Linked DNA regions of Mus musculus: region 1 is linked to region 2. A link is a contact called in public Hi-C data. All regions are on one chromosome and are shown on one strand. Each heading gives the region's core, a stretch centred on a gene start, on an enhancer-like site or on the middle of the called end of the contact. The rest is flanking DNA. Distances are from core to core; before and after follow the strand shown. Region 1 overlaps Senp1 (SUMO1/sentrin specific peptidase 1). Region 2 overlaps Rapgef3 (Rap guanine nucleotide exchange factor (GEF) 3).

Region 1 (2,842 bases), core at 194-2,693, 320 kb after region 2:
CTGAACACTCACTGAGGGCAGGGCTCCTGACCTTCTCCAGTGCTGGGACTCCGCCCTCACTTATACTAGGGCACGGCCAATGCTATGCCACACGTTGTTCCAGTCTAGCTCCATCTCAGAATCCTACTACATGATAGGTATTTCTGAGGTTGAAGAATTTTTTAATTTTAGATTTTTGGAAATTAAGAGTATTCTCAATAAATTACTTCATAAAATGTAATATAAATAATGTGTAGTTAAATAGTGATATCACCAAAAGTTGAATCCCCAAGTAAAAATTTTCAGACAGTGAGTATAGTAATAGTAATAATAATAGAAAATAACAATAGAAAATCAAATGAACTGAGAAAGGAGATAGGTGCTGTGTATGTCCAAAGAGTCCTACTATCTAATCACTTAATTTAAAACTTGTTTTCCATTATAATCTGAAGACATATTTAAAAATGAGGATTAACTACATCACAGAGTCTTTACCAGCACCAAGGCTTAGGCCAGGTATTTGGGTTAGCTCAAAGTCAGGCAGGAGACTCGTTTCCAAAATGTCTTTAAACTCTGAATTTTGAAGCATCTATCAAAATTAAGGGGTATACGATAAATACTTGATTAATGTTTGAGAGTCCACAGAACTGCAGAGAACCTCCCACGTGCATTATAAAGTAAGAGAAACAAAAAGCAATCCCTGAAGCAGCTGGGCTGAGTGAGCTTTGACTCTTCTCAGGAAGTTAAAACATTTAGCCTAGCATGGTAGAGGATCCTGTAATCCCAGCTCTCTGGGGAGGACTGGCACGAGTTCAAGGCCAGCCTACCACATAGCAAGTGCCAAGCAGGCAGGGCACATACATAGTAAGAGCCCTTTAGAAATAAATCAAATAGTATAGCAAGTCATGGGTGCGTAGGAGAAAGGAGCATCCTTTAAAGAGCAAGAGAGGGGGAGAGGGAAGAGAAAGGAGGGAAGAGAGGAACGAATCTGACCTGGGCTTGGTGTTAGCACGGCTTAGCTACCTGGATCACATGTATTCAATTAAAATCTATTATGTACTGAGTTATATGTACTACAGTTTTGCCTACAACAGATCCAATGAAGAGTTACCTGGCTGTTAGTATTATTTACCTTCGGACTGTGTATTTGATGCTGGTAAGCTATTTGGCTGATGAGGTGCAGCGAGGTGATGGTGAGGATCAGAGTCTTTGGATCCAAAGGCAACATCTGGGGTACCAGATGACAGGGAATGTGCACTGTGGGACAACTGCTCCTGTGCAGTTAAAATGCTGGCAGATCCAGAGGATGACGTATCAGAACCAATGACATGAGATGCACAAGAGTTTCCGTTTCTCAACAGCGAGTCTTTCAAAGAGTTCTTATTGGAACTAAGACACCGAGACCTAGTAAAAGAAGAGTGCAGTTTCAATATCAAGTAGCAAACTGTACAGTTACGTTCATACGAAAGATGCGTTCGTGACTCACAGGCGTAACGGAAAATGTGTGGTGGGTTTCGCTACACAGAACTGCTTCCCTGTGACCATCTGCAGCAGCTGTCTGTAGATCTCCTTCTCTTCTTCTTGAACTGTCTGTAAGGGAGAGAGAGAAAAGATCTTAAACACACTTCTCAAATCGGCATGTAGATCTCAGATTTTCTGCCAAAGCTCTAGCAGTCCTGAAGATAGGGAAATATCATGCATTAATGACTGTGCGTGGGAGATGACAAGCAGACTCAGCTTTCAGAGATAGCATGCTGTGGAAAACCACGGTGGGCTAACAGTGCTGAGAAGGTATTGACTAGGAAACCAGAAAGTCAGAAGCAATTATTTAATCACTCAGATGATAAGGAGTACAAAAATAAGACTTGTAAATTAGAATGCTGAATAACCCCTTGAGTGCTGATGCTGATTACAAAGGTCCTGAGGAGAGAAGCATACAGCCAACTGCCATCAGAGGTATCCTGCAAACAGCTCCTTATTCTACACAGGTGCAAGGACTCTTTAAAGATGGCTTCTATCTCCACCATTCACTTATTTTTCTCTAAGTCTCAATTTAGTATTTAAAAAAAAAAAGCATATAATCTGTAGAATTTACTCACTGAACTGAACATCTACTGTGCTCTAGTCATTTGAGACTCACAAACTGAATAAAATAAATTGCCAGCTTTTGTGAAGTTTATATTATAGTTATTACAAAGACTGTCAATCAAAAACTTGTTCATGGCATGAAGAAACTTAAAGGACAAGGGGGATAAAAGTGATGGAGGCAAAGAGCAAGAAGAGGCACAATCTCTCTAAGATGACCTTTCAGCAGAAACCTCAACTAAGGGAGGAAGCAGATGGGGAGTAGAAGGCTGTGTATACACAAACACCGAGCCTAAGACAGGAAGGTGCTTGGTGCACTCAGGAGTCTTAACATCAAGGACGAGCAGAAAAAAGGAGGTCACAGGGAGGGAGACAAGGCCTCCTGCAAGTGCAAGCATCCACTCTACACACAGCCATGCTGGGCTCACCAACAGACACGGCTTCTTTGCTTTTCTCAGCCACTCATTTTCACAAAATGCATTAGAGGACATATTCAATAGAAGCACTACCATTTTGTGTGATTGTAAAGGCTTAGTAAAAGCAGAATGAACTAAGTAACCAATTCTGAAAGTAAGCAGGCACTAATGTTTCCCTTCCCGAGCCTTTCACTGTTGCTGCACTGTCATAGACATTTCAATTGTGAAGTATGACCACTCCAATCTCCTGACAGTTGACAGCTAAACGATTAAAACAAAAGGAAAAACTAAGCAAGCGTTTGGTGGACAGAGGTCCCAAGGGGTCGGGATCCTGTAGAATAAAGTTCTGGAGCGGCAGGATT
Region 2 (2,856 bases), core at 216-2,715:
CACTTACACGTGGAGATCCTTGATCCCTGGCTGTCCTCGTGGATGTGGGACACTCGGCTTCTGAGTGGTGATAGAGGCGCTGGGCAGAGAGAGAGGGAGAGTCAGGGAGATGGCCCCACGGAGCCTCCCTGGGGGATGCTGAGGGGCTGTCGCCCAGGAGAGCATCTCTTACCGGTACTGTGACTTCGGCAGTGGTGAAGCATCCGCACCGCTCTGGCCATCATCCGCTGAGGACAACACAAAGTCATGAGACCTGGCCTGTCAGCCCAGGGTGTCCCCTGCATATGGAGCTCCCTTTGAACCATTCTGATAGGGACTAGGGGTCTATAAAAGACAGGGTTATGAATGCTTCAACCTGGCACATCCACGTGCTCAATAGGAGCTGGGCAGCAGCTGGAAGACAGGGATCGGGGAAGGCTTAGAGATAGGAGTAGAAAGGGCTCTTATTGAACAGTGTGATGATTTTTTAAAAATAAGATCTATTTATCTGTATGATATATATTTATCTGTATGATATACGTGGTCACTGTCTTCAGACACTCCAGAAGAAGACATCAGACCCCATTAACCAGCTGGGCATTGAACTCAGGACCTCTGCAAGAGCAGTCAGTGCTGTTAACCACTGAGCCATCTCTCCAGCCCAGAACAGTGTGATGTTTGAGGCTATCATCTAGTAGCCCTAAAGGCAGACCCTCCCACATGCAGTAGAATGAGACAGGAACTACTTTAAAACAAAAAACAAACCAAAAAAAAAAAGGGGGGGGGGCGCACACAAGAATCCCAGCACTTGGGAGGCAGAGGCAGACGGATTTCTGAGTTCGAGGCCAGTATGGTCTACAGAGTGAATTCCAGGACAGCTAGGGCTACACAGAGAAACCCTGTCCCGGGAAAAACCAAACAAACAAACAAACAAACACCCCCAAAAAAACAAAAACAAAAAAACAAAAAACAAACAAAACCCCAAAATCAAAAACAAGGTCTCTCTATAGCCCAGGCTGTTCTTAAATATAGAATCCTCCAGTCTGCCTCCTGACTACTGGGGTTACTTGCATGCATGCCTGGACTCAGGTTCTATCAGTGGAAACCCACCCCTGCCCCTTCCTGGGCAGCTGTCACACTGCCAACCCAGACTGGAGGTGGGAGCCCACTTTCCTGAACTCACCATCTTCTCAAAGTTGATGAGGTTCTCTACCAGTGTGTGGTTCCCCTCATGGATGAAGGTCACGTCTGCAAAGGGAGGACTTTCTTTGCTAATAGGTCCCCAAACACCTCCCCCTCCTGCATCCCAAGAAAGCTGAGGGGCCAACCGTCGGAAGCCTAGGTCCTGTCCCAGTCACACTGCGCTTAGCCTGCAGTAGCCTCGGAGCCATGGCAACTCGCTGGTATCTCCTGGGGTATCTACCACAGCCTCGGCGCAGCCCTGCTGTGTTCCTGCCCTAACTTCTTTCAGCTTGTCAACCTCTGATTGAGCTGAGCGCTCCCTGGGTGTCAGCCCTTCAGCTGTCATTGCTACAGAGTGTTAAGGGGCCTACCTTTGAGCAGCAGGGGCATGAAGGGGATGACAGGAGGGGAGAGCTTGGTGAGAGCCAATCGGTACACTCGGTGGTTCCAGGAAGGGTCCTGTGAGGAAAGAAGGCTGCCCTGATGGAGGCTGCATATGATGGCCCACCACAGACCCAGGCCACACTCGAGAGACTCCAAGCCAGCCTCCCCTCATACGGAGGCTCACCGAGGCAGGGTCTGTGGTAGACCAAACAGCACTGAGGCCTGGCTTTCTAAGTTCCCAGTGACCCCAGGAAATCTTCATGGTGATTAATCCCAGAGGGCCCCAGGTTTCTAGGAAAACCTCTCAGCCTCTCTATCTCTCCGGTGGGTGTGTTCCCCTGAACACCCAGTTTTCTTGAGAACACCCAAGACTGAAAACACCTTGGCTTTCTTCTCTCTGGAACACTACAAAACCTTCAAAAAAGTTCCCACTCCCGTTTCATTCCTTACTTTAGTCTTACAAGCCCTTTTGTCTGGTCCACAAGCCCTTTAAGGGTCCGGGAGGGTCCAGTGACAGACACCCTCTTACCTGATACACAATGGGTCACAATGACACACAGTAGGTCTTCTGCTCACTACCTCAAGGAATACCTCTTTGCTGTCAAGTTCAGCCCAAACCCTTGGGCAGAGCAGCCAGAGCCTGGTATCCTCTGACTCCTCCTGAAACTCAGACCCAGGACATCCCCGGGGGCCTGCTGTGGTCGCATATCCAGGGCAAATGTCCTCTCCATGAATAGCAGAGGGTAGAGTATAGTTCACAAGCCCCTATCACTATATTGAGTACCCTCAGCCAGCACCCACAACCACAGGCCAGAGGGATCCAGGCCCTAGGTGGGCACCAAAAGCCATGAAAGGCCCAAGCCAGGGTCCAGGGAAGGTGGAAACGGGTCCAATACTCACCAGCAACCTTTCCAGGGCTGAGTACAGCTTCCGTACTTTATGGGGCAGGCGCTGTGAAGGTGAGACAGGTGAAGGGCCACGGCTGGGAAGAGAGAGCCCCCTAACGTCTCCCAGGAGGGCAGAAGCCTGGCCTTGGCAGAATCCCGGATACTCACCTCCCAGGTGTGGGCCAGCCGGCTGATGGCCGAGTTGCTGAGGCCAAACATGACCGCAAAGAAAGAGTTGAGGTTCTTCTGCTCCTTGAGGCTGTGAGTGAGCACAAGACCCAGACACCCTCAGAGGAAACAGCCAAATCCCCAGTGATGTAGGGTGGGTGGGTTAAGTAAGAGGCAAAGGCTCTGGGAACCCAAGAACAAAAAGAAGGCAGATTGGGCAACGCAGCAGGCAGGGAGAGGGGTTAAGAAAGGGTGG

What was found. A called contact is a pair of places that touch in the nucleus more often than the background predicts.
Region 1: a contact with region 2 is called in a Hi-C map of CD4 T cells, with 3 times the contacts expected there. The contact joins two enhancer-like sites. A contact is called at or near these places in 1 of 39 promoter capture datasets (stem cell-derived epiblast-like cells), 1 of 484 Hi-C or Micro-C datasets (CD4 T cells) and 2 of 9 other capture datasets (adipose tissue and liver).

The regions. Positions count from the first base shown.
Region 1 is chr15:98,065,293-98,068,134 of GRCm38.p6, forward strand. Senp1 (SUMO1/sentrin specific peptidase 1) reads right to left here. Exons shown (of 18, transcript NM_144851.5): 7 at 1,466-1,569; 8 at 1,112-1,383. Among named protein-coding and RNA genes, the nearest start is that of Gm25668, 3.0 kb to the right of the region's middle. Within about 2 kb of position 1,444, at least 23 of the 459 cell types and tissues checked have an H3K27ac peak or open chromatin away from gene starts, as enhancers often do.
Region 2 is chr15:97,747,051-97,749,906 of GRCm38.p6, forward strand. It overlaps Rapgef3 (Rap guanine nucleotide exchange factor (GEF) 3), which reads right to left. Exons shown (of 28, transcript NM_001177810.1): 22 at 2,601-2,691; 23 at 2,446-2,496; 24 at 1,533-1,620; 25 at 1,163-1,227; 26 at 173-227; 27 at 8-79. Among named protein-coding and RNA genes, the nearest start is that of Gm33531, 7.5 kb to the left of the region's middle. Within about 2 kb of position 1,466, at least 29 of the 459 cell types and tissues checked have an H3K27ac peak or open chromatin away from gene starts, as enhancers often do.